Regions from separate parts of the Sus scrofa genome. Here region 1 is linked to region 2. Evidence: chromatin contacts called from public Hi-C data. All regions are on one chromosome and are shown on one strand. Each heading gives the region's core, a stretch centred on a gene start, on an enhancer-like site or on the middle of the called end of the contact. The rest is flanking DNA. Distances are from core to core; before and after follow the strand shown.

Region 1 (2,818 bases), core at 298-2,797, 100 kb after region 2:
TTTAGGATGAAATGAGACTAAACACGTAAGATTACCGTAAACAAATTCGTGTTTGACCACTTGCCACTCAACAGCTATTAAATCCAAGGGCAAGTGTCAGTAAAGAAGAAAGATACTTTATTCAGAGAAGGCGGCCATCGGGGGAGAAGGTGGATTTTTATCCAGAGACCAACTCCGAAGATTCTGCTTAGCCAGGAGAATTTTTAAAGGGAAGAATGGGGGAAAAAAAATCTCAGTTAATCATTAAGGCAGAAGTCAGATTCATAATCATTCTTCCATTGTGTGTAGTAAACCAGCTGACTTCTCCCGATCTCCCTTGGGAGGAAGGAAGAATGGTGATTTGTGTACTGGCTCTTATACCTTCTACCCAGAAAAGACACACAGTCTGCCTGAAAATGGATATTCTCTTGCTGGCGAGGTCCAATTTACTAAAGGGATTCTAGGGGTAGTGAGTCAGTCATTCTTTAACTGCTTAATCCTTCATTCTTACTCATTCTAATCCAGGAAAGGAATCAACAGGTTAGATAAGGTGTTGTGTATATTTAGAAAAACAGCAATCAGGAGCTAAGTTAAATGTTGCCTAATCATCTCATCTTTATGACTAAGGTCTAAGGAAAATGGGGATGAACAGACTGAAAAGAGGCAAAGGAGCTGCTTACATTACTTTCAAAAAGAAAGGGCAATTTTGTAATAAGTTGTTGCTAGCTGTAATTTTTATTCAATTTGTTTGATTTTTTTTTTTTTTTACTTAGACTCTTTAACTTGAAAGTGACAGGAAGCCCTTTCAAGCCCTCTTAAAAACACCATAAAAAAATTTAAGAGAAGGCATGAAAGGGAATTTGATTGCAAACTCCAGGGGCTCCAACACTGCTCTTGGTTCTCTTGTCTCCTGTGCTTCATTCACGGCAGCTTCTCTCTGCATGGTGATCTCTGCAGTCTCTGTTTATGGGAAAGGGAGTGCTTCTCTGATGACAGCCCCCTGCATTGATTCACACTCTGGGTGACTTGGCTTGGTTTGGGTCACATGATCATCTCTGGGCATGAAGGGGGAAGAGAGTCCATTCACATGAGGAGACGTGGTTCCCAAAAAGAAAAAATGAAGTGCTGTAACCAAACTGGCTTACCAAACCTAGTGGATGTCCACACAAGAGGGGAGAGTATTCTACCTGCCTTCTCAAGTTCAGAACTCTGAAAAGATGGCCTGCCACCCCAGCAGTCTTGGCGTTGTGTTCTGATCCACAGCACTTCTTGACAATTTAGCTCTTAATCTCTTGTTTGTTTGCAGGGCTCAAGGGTCTTTAGGTGAGCTCCTTGGGACCTTCTCTGCAGCCACATAGCTCAATGAGCTGCGATGAGGGGTATAGGAAAGGATGTCATCTTTGACATTGAATTGCAAGAAAGAATTTTTAAAGCTACTATATATTTTGTAATCTGCTGAAGGAGACATTGGAAATGATCTCAAAGAAGTGCCTATATGGACCCAGTACCTGGCATTCAGAAGAAACGAATGCCTTTGCATGACACTCCCCCAGGTGCCACATCCATCCGGGGAGGGGTCAGGGCAAAATGATTCAAACAGATTTCGTATACAGAACACTGAGTGAGGTACAGGTGAGGGTGTAGCGGGCTTTGCCCTGGGGGGATTCTAATGCTATTAAAGATGAAACTTCAGTGCAGCAAAAAGCTAGAGACCATCAGAAACACATTGGATATAATTGGGCATGTGGTTTGCAGAGTACTGTTCAGGGAAGTGAGGAGGCAAGTGTACTAGTGGTTCAGGGAGGCCCTGAAGAGGAGGGGTGGAGAGGTGATTAAAATAGTGACATTTATCATAGTTGTGGCTCATCATGTGCCAGGCACGGCTCAGCATTGCACTCTGTCCCATGTGTTCTCTCCAGGTGGAAGGAGGGCAGCCAAGTGGCAGGAACTTGGCACAGGTGACTGATACCCTGAGACAGAGGCCCAGACAGGGTATGGATGCCATGTATGCTGAATAGCACACCCCATGGACCTGTCTCACACTCTCTTGGCCACACTCCTGGTTTCAATGGGGCTGCAAGTGTGACTTTGACCAACTTCTGGCTGATAGCATCTTGGCTCAAGTGCATACTGTACATTTTCTGGGCTAGGGTTTCTCCAGCATTGCCAGCAGGATGGGGAGAGGGATTTGAGACTTTGTGGTCATTGGAGCTTTTGAGGCTGCCCAGTATGGTCAGCCTGGACATCCCAGGCAGATGCATTTCTTTTCTAGATACTAGGGCCTCTCACCAGAGGAGGCATCCTAAGTCACCCTGCTCCTGGAAACCCCTAAATCTCTGGAATCTCTACTTTCCTCTTGCTTCAGAACAGAAGGTAGGGAGGTAGTGACAGATGCTGGGTATCACTCTTATCTATCCAAGGTCCAGGTGCTCCTGGCACTCGCTTTCTTCAAAATCAAGGGGTCTTTTCTAATTCTCAAGGTCAAAAACTGCCTTTTCTGATTCCTGTTATTCTATGATTTGACTTCCCTGGGGCCTAAACTTTAAGATTCAGAAAAGAATTGATTCCTGCCTTGAGCTGGCTTCCTCCTAGGAAGGAAGGACTCTGAGACAAAGATTTAAGTGCAAGTAGTTTATTAGAAAGCTGGATCCAGGGAACACATGGAGAAGTGGGCAAGTGTGATGGGGAAGCCAACAAAATGTGTTATCAAACCAGGAACCAGGGCGGGCAGCTGAGGCTTACTCCTACTAGGGAATGCTGGGGCGTGTGAATTATCCCACTTGAGGGGGAGGCAGCCGGGACATTTATCTACCAGCTCTGTTAGTCACTGGGTAAGAAG
Region 2 (2,805 bases), core at 252-2,751:
GAACTCATCTAGAATGGAGAATGCGTTCTAGGCAGGGGTTCTGGAATGAGAAAAGGTGTGACGTGAAGTGTATTTGGATCACAGAAGGGAGAATTGGTTTTCTAGCAGTGGTGAATTTGTGAAAAATCACTGAAGTTGGACTGATTGTCTGGATCTTGGCCACACAAAGGCTGAGGTGTGAAGAAGTTTGGATTTTGAAGGAAAGTGGCATGGTGGGAGTTGGCCTTTTAGGAGATCAACTTAGCAAATGATGGAGTGAGAATGAGAGAAAAGAGTCAGGTAGACTAGGGGTGGGACAAGTGGGGATAATAGGAAAGAAAGAGAGAATGAAGTAACAGCTAGCTATTGCCACGATAATGCCATATGACAACCACCCCCCAACTCAGTGACTTAAAACATCATCATTTATTCCCACTCATCTGCAGATTGGTTGGGAATTGGCTGATCATGTTGAGGTCAGTGAGATTCAGGCCTGTCCATGGGTCTCTCATCTTTGAACCAGCAGGGAAGCTGGGGAATGTTCTTCCCATGCTGATATCAGAAACATGAGAGCACATAAGAGCCTAGCTGTGCACACATTTTGAGTCCCCAATTGTGTCACATCCACTAATGTCCCATTGGCAAGTCAACAGCCAAGCCCAAAGTCAAGGGGAAAGGAAGGGGAAGAACTGAAAAATCACTATATTCCTTGAATAAAGGGAAAGGTAAAGAATTGAGAACTACACAGCCTGTCACTGAAGAGTCAAAAAATCATGGGCTATTTATTTTTCAAGATAATTTTTCCTCTTTAGTGGGAATAACCACAGAGTTCTCTCCTCCCTTTAATGTTAAAATTTTTATCTTCAGTTTTATTTTCAATTATAAAATATTACAAATATACTAATCATATAAATATAACAAATCCCTGTGTATCCAGCATTCTAATTTTATAGCAAATTAGGCATTTTTTCTATGTTCTCTTTCCTCTCCTCCCCCAGGAAATAAAATACTGATTCTATTCCAGTATTCCTCACCTCATTATATCATCCATGTTTTTATATTTTTACTTGTGTTAGTTTCTTTAAACATGCTTTTACTAAATAAAAAGCTTATTGGTGGAGTTCCCATGGTGATTAGATTCCATGAGGTTGCAGGTCTGATCCCTGATCTTGCTCAGTGGGTTAAGGATCCAGCGTTGCCATGAGCAGTGGTGTGGGTCACAGACGAGGCTTGGATCCTGTGTTGCTGTGACTGTGGCATAGGCCAGCGGCTACAGCTCCGATTCGACCCCTAGCCTGGGAACATACATATTCGGCAGGTGCGGCCCTAAAAAGACACAAAAAATGACTTGTTGGTGATTTTCATGTTTGTCTCCAGGTAAAGTTTCCTGCTAATGCCTCTGGCTCTGAAAAGGCAGTAGGTTTTAGCGACTTTATCAGAAGAGTCCACAAGGGGGCAGTATGACCACAGAAAAACAATCTGGGGTCTGGGCTGGAACAGCCATTTTTCTTTTCTCACCACCTGCTGTCCTGGCAGCCTCCCTCTGCATCTTGGGCTGGATGTGTGGCTTATGAGGGTGGGCACGTGGGCCCCTGTGGGTGACTGTGTGTTGGGACTCTTCCCACGCTTCCTGTGCCTGCCTCTGTCTCCTGGGTGCCTTGGCCTACTCCCCAGGCTCTCCCACTGCTTTCTTGGCTGATTTATTCTCTGACTCCCCTCTCCACTTTACCTCTCAGCTTCCCTCTCCTTGATTGTGATCAGACCTGGATTTCTGCTCCCAGGTTGCACTAAGTGCCTCGGGATTCAGAGGAGGGCAGGCTTCTGCCTGGCCTTGGGGAGGATGGCATGGCCTTGAGGAGAATGAAATCTATTTTCCCTTCCCTCAAAAAAATCAACACCAAGTGAAACTCTGTACTAAGCAGATTTATTTGTAACTATTTACTAATTGGTATTAATTGGTTTTGTTGGGAGGCTGAGAATCTTGAATGAGAAAATCTTTCAGCCCTGTTGTAAAGGCCTATGTTGATTTACTGAGTCAGTGTGTGTGTGTGTGTGTTTGAGAGAGAGGCACAGTGTCCACCTCTGTGTCTTGGAGAGCAGAGGCATGAGTTTGCAGGTGTTTGTGTCTCCATGAATTTGTGCTAGGGGTGTGTGTGTGTGTGTGTGTGTGTGTGTGTGTGTGTGTGTGTCTATGTGAAGGTATTGGCTATGATAGGGATGGAGTAGGCACAGGAGTCCCAGTAAGGGACCATAAATAGAGAGGGAAACCAGGGGAATTTGGGAGGTAAGTTAATAATTGCTCAAGAAAGCCATCAGCACAAGGCAGGATTGCTTGACTAGTGGAGGTGCGAGAATTGCCTCGGGTCCTTGGGTGGGGGAAGGGGTGAGGCCTGTGTTCACGTTTGGATCAAGGGCAGGAGCTTGAGGACCACCCATCTGCTGATGTGAGTAAGTGCCATAACAGGCCTAGTTTGACCTCATAGGGTCAAATACTCTTACCGGATACCAAGGAGGAGCTACTACTCCCAGAAAGGAAGAGGTGGGCTTTTCCAACCCCCACTCCCCTTGGATGAGAAAACTGTAGCCCACCGGATCCTGGGGGCAGACCCTCCTTGCCTGCCCACTTGCATCTCTCACAAGCTTCCTATCTTAATAAATCTCATTTCTTGCCTATCACTTTGTCTCTCACTGAATTCCTTCCACGCGGAGGCATGAAGAACTTGAACCTCAGTGAGTCCAGACACCGAGTGAATGATTCTAATTTAAAACCATGGGTTCAAGTCCCAATCTGGGTTTAGGCTAGTTTCGAGTCCCAAACTGGGTTCT

Evidence for each region. A called contact is a pair of places that touch in the nucleus more often than the background predicts.
Region 1: a contact with region 2 is called in a Hi-C map of epiblast stem cells, with 2.5 times the contacts expected there. The contact joins two enhancer-like sites. A contact is called at or near these places in 5 of 47 Hi-C or Micro-C datasets (epiblast stem cells, fetal heart ventricle, heart right ventricle and 2 more).

The regions. Positions count from the first base shown.
Region 1 is chr6:38,422,499-38,425,316 of Sscrofa11.1, forward strand. No RefSeq gene overlaps it. Among named protein-coding and RNA genes, the nearest start is that of SHCBP1, 390 kb to the left of the region's middle. Within about 2 kb of position 1,548, at least 2 of the 83 cell types and tissues checked have an H3K27ac peak or open chromatin away from gene starts, as enhancers often do.
Region 2 is chr6:38,319,705-38,322,509 of Sscrofa11.1, forward strand. No RefSeq gene overlaps it. Among named protein-coding and RNA genes, the nearest start is that of SHCBP1, 290 kb to the left of the region's middle. Within about 2 kb of position 1,502, at least 2 of the 83 cell types and tissues checked have an H3K27ac peak or open chromatin away from gene starts, as enhancers often do.